Regions from separate parts of the Zea mays genome. Here regions 1 and 3 are each linked to region 2. The links are chromatin contacts, called in public Hi-C maps. All regions are on one chromosome and are shown on one strand. The core of a region is the stretch at or near the end of the contact, and the rest is flanking DNA. Distances in the headings are between cores, read along the strand shown. Region 1 holds the start of LOC100276256. Region 2 has its middle 20 kb from the start of LOC100194141. Region 3 holds the start of LOC100383867.

Region 1 (3,068 bases), core at 431-2,930, 140 kb after region 2:
AGGAAGATTTTTAAAAGAAGGAGACGCCAGAAAGGAGACGACGAGTGCTCGATTCTTTTCCTCGCTAGAAAAAGTGGAAGCGAAACAAAGAAAAGCTGTGTGAGAGAAAGAGAGAGAGAGAGAGTAGACTAGCAGTACTAGTTAGTTTATGGTGGCAATAATTGTTTGGCAGGCATTGGGAATCCCGGCGCCAGTGTTTCCATCCCGCAGCGCTGAATTCCAAGAGATCTCGTCTGCCCCTCGTCCTCCTCTCTTCGGGCCATCACGGCGGCGGCAGCGGCGGCTCGGCTCGTTTGCGGTGTGCCGCAAGTTGTGCAACTGAACTGCGCTTTGCCCGCCCCCGGCCCTTCCTTTTTGGGCGCATATAAACGAGCAACGTCTCGCCTTTGGGGTCGGCGGGGCCGCCGCTTTTTAGTTGCGCTCTCCCCTCCTCTCCCCCGCACCCTGCCTGCCTTTTCCATTGGAGCGCACAAAGCCGGACGGCACCACCATTTAAAGAAGGCCAACCAAGCACACGGCACGGCGAAGAAGAGACCACCACCTCACACTCCATTCACGGCAGGATCGATCGCTATAGCTGCTGCGCCCCCCTGCACCCTTGCGTCTTCTGCCGCTGCTGCGCTGCGGCTCCGGCACAGGTGCGTTTCTTGATTTACTGGGCTCATGGAGTTCGGTAGCGTGATCCGGAAAACACCCCGATTTGGTGCCGGCCGGCGGCCGGGCCGCTGCGCTCGTGCGTTAGTGCTTTTTTTTTCCGTTCGTTTGCGTGACCTAGTGGAACGAAGGGAGCTTGGCGGTCGCTCGGGCTGCCGTGGAATTCGATGTGGAAAGCGAGCTCCTCACGGATAGCGCCTGGGGGCCACCGTCTTTCGTGTAATCATCGTTGCTTGATTTGGTTTCTTCCTTTTCGTTCGAGTCTTCCCGTGCTGCTTCTCTAGTGTACGACCAGTTCGATCTATTGTCTGCAGCGGTCTCCATCTTGAGGTGTCTGTGTCCAGTGTCCACCGAAGGTGCTGGAGGGTTTGGACTCTCTGCCTTCTTGTTAGCTTCTGTTGGTATTGTACAGTCCCTAGAGAAGGCTAGTTTTCAAAAGGTTATTTTGCTAATCTCCTCTTCGATTTGTCAAGACTGAAGGCATGATTAAAACCTTGTGTCGTCAACTTTGGATAGTTCGTTTCAGTTTTGGTGCTTTGTTGCGGTGAAAAATCTCATGTTCAATTCCCCTGAGAAGTCCCACAACTCGCTCCTACGTCCTACCATGATGTTAGTACTATCTTTACAAACAGAAACATGCACTCGTGTTTGTAAATTCATCTATGTCTCTATGATGTGCTTTTGATATAATTAACTTGTACTGAATGTAAGACTCTTGCTCTGTGTACTATAGTGTTCTGCTGCTGACATGGTTGAATTATTTTTTCGTATATGTAAGTGCTAATGATAGTCCATCTAGTTGTGCCAGCTTTGGTTAGCCACTTCTTGTAAGACCCATGTGAGTACCTAGTTATTGAGGACATTTGACTGCAATAAAAAACAAACTGACTGTGCATTGGATGGTATTCTTCTTCTTGTGAAGTGATTACTGGTTCTTCTCTTTGAAAAGTTGGTTCTCGCTCACCAGCTGGAAGTTTATTTTGAATTGGATTGCATTGTGATTATTTTACTACTTTGTGAGCTGTCGAATCTGTAGTTCTTAATATAATGATATTTAGCTCTTCTACGTGTTTGATAAAAAATTCTCTAGCTCTTTTTTATTGTTCCCGAGGACCAGATTCACCAATGTTTCTTGTTTCATGTCTAATGTGGAAGTCTCTCAGAACTGAGTACTTTTGTTTGAAGAAAGATTTGTTCAGTCAAGCTTTGCAAATTACCATCATAGTTTGGATGACATCCATGGTTACTTTGATGAGTTTATGGAGCCCTGGTTGCCGAGCTTATCTGGGTTCTCTGACAATGGAACTGTAATATTTGCAACAAAACTTTCCTCATCTTGGAAGAAAGTTTCAAGAGGGCTTGACAACTTATAAGTGTCCTGTGAAGCCTGATGACGTGTTCGTGAGGGCGAAGTGGGAGAGCAAAATTACTTCTGGCATGCAGATGTCAACAGATCCTAATCACTACGGGGTATTTCCACATTCATTCTGCAACCAACATGTGGTTTCATTTCAGACGAGTTCAGTTACTAGTGTATCAGGAGCCATACCAGTTTGTCTAGACACTTCCAGTGGAATGAATGGCAATATGGCGATGTTGAACACTACAACTTCAACGATTGTATCCACTGGTTCACCAAACATGAGTGCTGAGTTTTCTTGCCAGAACCTCAAGTATACTGCACCGTTGGCTGTGGAGTGGTCCTATCCGGAGCTGCAATTGTTGAATGATGGCCTCAACAAGTAAGATATACTGCCATTTATTCTGAATTAACTTTCTTCCAAGATGAGGAAAGTTTTGTTGCAAATATTACGTAAGATATATGGAACTGTAAGATATACTGCCATATAAATGTTGAAAAAAAAACTGAATTAAGTAGCTATTTTCATCTCACCTTAATAATGTGACTTTTTATCCTATATTTACTATTCAGTTCCTTAACAATTTGATCATGACCATGCATTGAAGTTGAGGTCAAACTGCCAAGATTTTGTGCTGCCTAAATAACCACTCCCTCGGTCCTGGAATATAATGGATATTCAGTTGTCTTAAGTCAAACAATCCTAAGTTTGACCAAGTTTGTAGAGCTGAGCAATAATATCTAGAGACTACGACACCAATGATTTTTTTTTAAAAAAAATCGACCGGGGAGGGAATGACCTTCCTCCTGGTATTATATTAAGAAGAGACCGAAACAATGGTCGTGGCCGAGAAAAAATCCCTGAACCCTGGCCCCCATCACTAACGGGTCGACGTTAACTGTCCACTCTGCAACGGCCTAACCAGAGGGTGGCGCACAGGACATCGTAACCCGAGAGCGGATAGAACACAGCGAGGAGATTTTTTAAACCAAACTAGAAAATTTGCCCCCAAGGGGAAACGAACCCAAGACTTGAAGGTTCTACTCGGAAACC
Region 2 (2,732 bases), core at 156-2,655:
GCGATCGGCGCGATTTACCCGGCTTTTCTTTCTTTCTGTCTGTCTTCCAGTCACGATCGGGACGACCATGGGACGATCCACCATCCGTGTTCCGTGCAGCGCATGGAATGCAACGCAATGCAAGAGGTGTCGTCTGTAACAATGATTGTAAAGCCTGTAACAGCTGAACACATGACAGAAAGAATGGATATCCGAGCAACCAAGGCTAGATTAGACAGCGACGGCTCCAGAATTTTACTACATGATATACTATATCTAAGCATAACTATATTTTTAAGGGATTTCTATTTTCGTAAGAAAAAATGAACTATTTTTCCTTTGAAAAATGAAAAATGGGATTCCTAAACTAGCATTAAAATTTAGATAATTCAATACTAGTTTTAAATTTTGAGCATTATGTTGTATATATACATACATCAAATTACAGTCTGAAGAACGACGCGTGCAACAGTATTAGAGTATCTGCTGATCAGCGGCGCTTGGACGAATCTCTCCGACTCCGAGGCGAGTGGATCCCGTCGTCGTGTCGACCTCCAAGTGTGGCCGCCCGGAGGAATCTATCTGTCGTGGGTCGTTGCCGTGTGCCGGACGCGGCAGTGGCCTAGATTCCACTGCACCGCATTGCCGGACCGGGCCGGCTGGCTGCCATGATATCGATACCCTCCTTTTCGGGTCTCTCTCGCGTCAGTGTGAACGCGAATCAAAGCGGGCTGCCTTCTCTATGACTATGCGTGCCATGCTTACTGCTTCTGCTACACCTCCTAGAGTGTTCTTTAGGCTAATCTTCGTCACCTCTTCTGTTCTATTCACTACCTCACCTCTTATTACGAACTTCCCTCTACAAACAAACTCAAATAACCTGGTTTCCGTTATGTTCCCAGGTGGTGGAAAAAGACGCATTTCTTCGGGTGCAATGCAATGCACAGATTACCATCCCCGCTCGGTAAGCGGCGGTTTCCGATTAAAAAAAAATTCTTCAAGGTGCAGCATAGAAGGCGGCCTCATATATGAGCTGTGTCTAGTTTCACAATTGGTACGATTCGTTCTTTTTTACCTTTTTTTTTGTTAACAAATTTACGTACACACACAAAGAAGGGTCACAATTTCCTTTTTTTTTAAAATTATAAAAGGAATAAGCTTGGCCATCGTAGATAGCAGTGCATTAGATACGTACTATATATGTGGGTGTTAACCTACTTACTAACTTTATCAATTTAGTTGTGAAAACACAAAAACCCACTTTGAAGCAAGTACCTCCAAAGCTAAAGTTGTTGAGGTGGGCAGCCCGAGTGCCCAGTGCCCACCATGCTTTCTGGATGACGTCACCTCCAGCGCAGCACCGAAGAAAGAACAGAATCTACAGAACGTACCTCGCCCGAAGGACGCGAATCTGGATGTGTGCAAAAAGCAAGACACACTGCACATGAGTGCGTGGTTCTTTGGCACTAGAGGTAGGGAGGGATGTGATCTGCATAGTACTACTAGTATTTTTCAGGACCCCAATATAGCGCCTTTCTGTTGTGCACTGGCGGTGTGAGCTAGCGTTGCTTGTGCTCGCTTTGGCAATATATATATATATATATATATATATATATATATATATATATATATATATATATATATATATATATATATATATATATATATATATATATATATATATATATATATATATAGGGAAGAGGTAATGGAAGCCCTGGGCTTCCCCTACTAATGGAAGCCCCAACCAGGACGCGGTCGGCCCAGCACCCACGTGCTTGCTCAGCCATGCAATATACGAATGCATATATATATGGATAAAGATGCGTAAACCATGCATAAAGGAATCTTTTGACGCCCGAATCACGTGGAACGAATATGACATTGTGAACAGCGTTTACGACTGCATAATGACTTGTACTTGACAGCATAAATCATGTAGTATGTGGTTCTGGTTCTGGCTCGGGCGGATTCCAGCGTAAACCGTGAGCTAAAACAGCGTAAATGATTACAAATTTTAGCGTAAATCGTAAATCTGTTTCGAAACGGCGAATGTGGCCCGAAAATTACAGCGTAAAAATCTCGCGCGTCCCATCGTGATCGGGTTCTTATTCGAACAGATTTTAGCGTAAAATGTAAACCAAAACAGCGTAAATGATTACGAATTTTAGCGTAAATCGTAGATTTGTTTCGAAACGGTGAATGCGTCCCGAAAATTACGGCGTAAAAATCTCGCGCGGCCCATCGTGATCGGGTTCTGACTTGGATAGATTTTAGCGTAAAACATGAACCAAAACAACGTAAATGATTACGAATTTTAGCGTAAATGGTAGATCTGTTTTGAAATGGCGAACGCGATCCGAAAATTACGACGTAAAAATCTCGCGCGTCCCATCATGATCGGGTTCTGACTCGGATAGATTTTAGCGTAAAACATGAACCAAAACAGCGTAAATGAGTACCGAATTTATCGTAAATCCTATATATGTTTTGTAACAGCAAACGAGGCCCAAAATTACGGCGTGAAAATCGCGTGCAGCCGATCGTGCGCGAGTTCTGACTCGAATGATTTCAGCGTAAAACGTGAGCTAAAACAGCGTAAATGAGTACGGAATTTAGTGTAAAACACGCACACAATCTCACTTCGCAAGAGATTGCTGTAAAACACATCAAAAAGTGTCATAAATTTGGCGTAAAACACAGTAAGACTGTTTTTAATGGAAGCATAAAACACAACAAGAAGTGTCGTAAAA
Region 3 (2,778 bases), core at 92-2,591, 210 kb before region 2:
GGAGACAACAAAGAAATGTACATGAATCTTTTACATCCTTTATGCAGGTTTGAGCACCGTTCTTTCAGTTCATCAGTAAGATGTTCCAAAGAATTGACCTGCAGGTATTGGAAACAAGTTGGGACAATAATTTAAATGCATGTATAGTTTCATTTTGAAGTTCAAAAACAAGGTTTTGGGGCAACGAAGAGAGATAATTTGGTGATTCTGGAGAGAAATTAGAAGGGAAGGCCTGGTGCAGCACCAGGTCACGGGTTTAAGCAGCCCACCAGGTCACGGGTTTAAGCAGCCTCTCCGTACTTTGAGAAAGCTTGACTGGGTTTATCCCTTCTCTAGACCCTACGTCAATAGGTCTGCCCTTTGGAGAGAAATTAGTGAGCCAAGTTACCCAGCAAAATTGTTTAGCACAATGCCTACACCTCTTCTTTTTTGTTTGATTTATATAAGGAACAGAATAGAGGGGATGTTTTTAAGAGGGTCCAATATTCATTATAAAAGTCCCAGCAGACTGATTCAACAAAAATGGATTGTTGTTGTTCCAGAAGGTGATTCAACAAAAAATGCAACCATCAATTCAAAATGGGCAAAGTAGTGTCCTCAGCAAAAATAAAAATGAACAGTAAACCATTGTAACAACTACAACCAGGCTGAAAATTTGCTCAAGCAAAAGCTTCACCCTCTGTACCAGGTCCATCCATGAGCTCAATTCAAATAAAATCAACCCCTTCTATTCAAATATGTTGTGCAATGCAACAGTGCAATTTGATCGTCAAAGCTGCGCCGTTGTCAGCGTTCTAACCCCTTCAAAGAAATCAATCCCAAATATCGGACGATGATTGACCCATTTTCACTAACATGCCCAATTCGTCATAACAAACACAGAATTGCAGCAATAATTACGCATCACGTCAAAACGTCGACTCTGCTGAGAAATCCCTGTGTTTCAAACCCAAAACGACCGAGGCACACTGGATCAAGCTACCAAGTCGAGATCTGCCGCACACAAAATGATCCAAATCCGCCATAGCTCCGTCACAACCACCCAGACTCCGACAACGGACCGAATCCTTCCATTCGACACACCCAAATCCAACTGACGACGTAGGACCGACCGAGATCCCAAGAAACACGAAACATTGCCTCGACGGGGCCGGATCAGGGAGGCCTCGTGGGCAGAGGAGCGAAGAGCGAGGGACGCCACCTGTTTGCGGAACATGGGGGAATCCTCGAGCTTGGTGAAGGTCGCCATGTCCGTCCTCGTGTCGCGTGGAGGCGAGCTGCTGCTGCTGCTGCTCTCTGGAAGCTTGTGGAGATCTGCGCGGGAGGGAGGAGGGAGGAGGAGAACCAGAAAGGAGGCGGTCGGGCATAGCTGTCCGTCCGGTTTCCTGTACGCCGTAGTGCGGTGCCGGTGGCGATGTCCTGGTGCGTGGTGCGGGCTGTGCAGTGTCGGAGCTGGATGGGTCGGGCTGAGTTTTGAACTCCAACCGCATTTCACCGAGTCCGGAGTGGAAAATGGGATGGGCCGACTTAGCTGGTCACGGGCTCTTGGCCGGGCTCACGAATCAAAAAACACTAGAAAACGACGCGGCGGCGTGGAATCCAGTGTAGATATCGTTGAAGCGATGATATAAATCCCATCTTAGTTTGACTAGTCAGTTATACATGCTTTGCTACGGTTTTATATATCACATAAATAAATTTAAAATATTTATTTAAATATAGTTCTTGTTTATTTATAAACACTAAGGTATATGTGGTCTGGTGGTTAGCTCTAAATTTCTGGAGCTCGAGATGTAGGTTCGAGTGCTCACTATGCACTTTTTTTTAGGTGGTATGATAGTTGCGTGGGTGGGCTCGGATGCTGAGCAAACGCGGTAGCTGGCTACGTGGGAGCTGGGATTCACATGGTAGTAGCTGAGAGAGATACGGGAGAACCAGTCAGAGAGCTAACAGGAGAACCAGTCGGGGCATGTGGGGTGGGCCCAGAGTGTCAGTGTGAAGGGTAGGTTCTTAATAGAGTAGTATAGATAAATAGGTATTGAGATATTTATTCAAATATAATTATTGGTTATTTATAAACACTAAGGTATGTGTGGTTTGTTGGTTACCCCCAAATGTTTGGAGGAAGGAGTATGGGTTCAAGTGCTCGCTTTGTGCACTATTTTTTGTACGGTGTGGTAGCGCGGAGGACGGAGGGTGAAGCCGCGTTAGGTTCTTAATATATTAGTATAGATATAGATTTGTAAAATATTAATGAAAAGAACTTATGGAGGATACTACTTATGTCCTGTTGGTTTATAACATAAGATGATCAAGACCATGTAGCTACATGCTTATATACATCAAAAGATATAGTGTTTCGGTGTTCAACAAAACAGAAATTATAGAAATATCAAACAAGTCAAGAGGGTTATAAAGGATACTGCTTTAATTTGTCTTCTTGGTTACATACTCCCTTTGTTCCCTATCTTAAAGTCATGAAAGTATGTCCTAAGTCAATGTTTTCAACTTTGATCGGTAATAACAAAATATTCATAAATATTTACTAAATAAAAATGAACTATTATATTTATTATTAAAACATCTACCACTATATATAATTTTTGTAATTAAAATAATTATTTTTATAGATATTGTTGGTCAAAGTTTCAAAACATTGACTTAGAAAAAACCATCGTGACCTTAAGATCAGGAACGGAAAACGGAGGGAGTACATCGTTTTTTGCTTTTTGCTTGAGATTGGATCCTTCTAATTTTCTTATGTTGTGGAAGATCTTT

What was found. Hi-C and Micro-C count contacts between places; a contact is called where the count stands out from the background.
Region 1: a contact with region 2 is called in a Hi-C map of bundle sheath, with 6 times the contacts expected there. The contact joins the promoter of LOC100276256 here to the enhancer-like site in region 2. A contact is called at or near these places in 16 of 25 Hi-C or Micro-C datasets (bundle sheath, ear, endosperm and 4 more) and 1 of 3 datasets of contacts at active chromatin or transcription factors (leaf).
Region 3: a Hi-C map of leaf shows a contact between it and region 2, with 1.9 times the contacts expected there. The contact joins the promoter of LOC100383867 here to the enhancer-like site in region 2. A contact is called at or near these places in 8 of 25 Hi-C or Micro-C datasets (ear, leaf, root tip and 2 more) and 1 of 3 datasets of contacts at active chromatin or transcription factors (leaf).

What each region holds. Positions count from the first base shown.
Region 1 is chr4:149,287,868-149,290,935 of Zm-B73-REFERENCE-NAM-5.0, reverse strand. LOC100276256 reads left to right here and starts at 1,680. Exons shown (of 8, transcript NM_001150088.1): 1 at 1,680-2,396. The coding sequence starts at 2,092.
Region 2 is chr4:149,431,829-149,434,560 of Zm-B73-REFERENCE-NAM-5.0, reverse strand. No RefSeq gene overlaps it. Among protein-coding and RNA genes, the nearest start is that of LOC100194141, 20 kb to the left of the region's middle. Within about 2 kb of position 1,405, at least 17 of the 20 cell types and tissues checked have an H3K27ac peak or open chromatin away from gene starts, as enhancers often do. A contact at or near this core is called in bundle sheath, ear, endosperm and 4 more, where this site is marked.
Region 3 is chr4:149,640,244-149,643,021 of Zm-B73-REFERENCE-NAM-5.0, reverse strand. It overlaps LOC100383867, which reads right to left and starts at 1,341. Exons shown (of 20, transcript NM_001362217.1): 1 at 1,202-1,341; 2 at 22-98. The coding sequence starts at 1,249.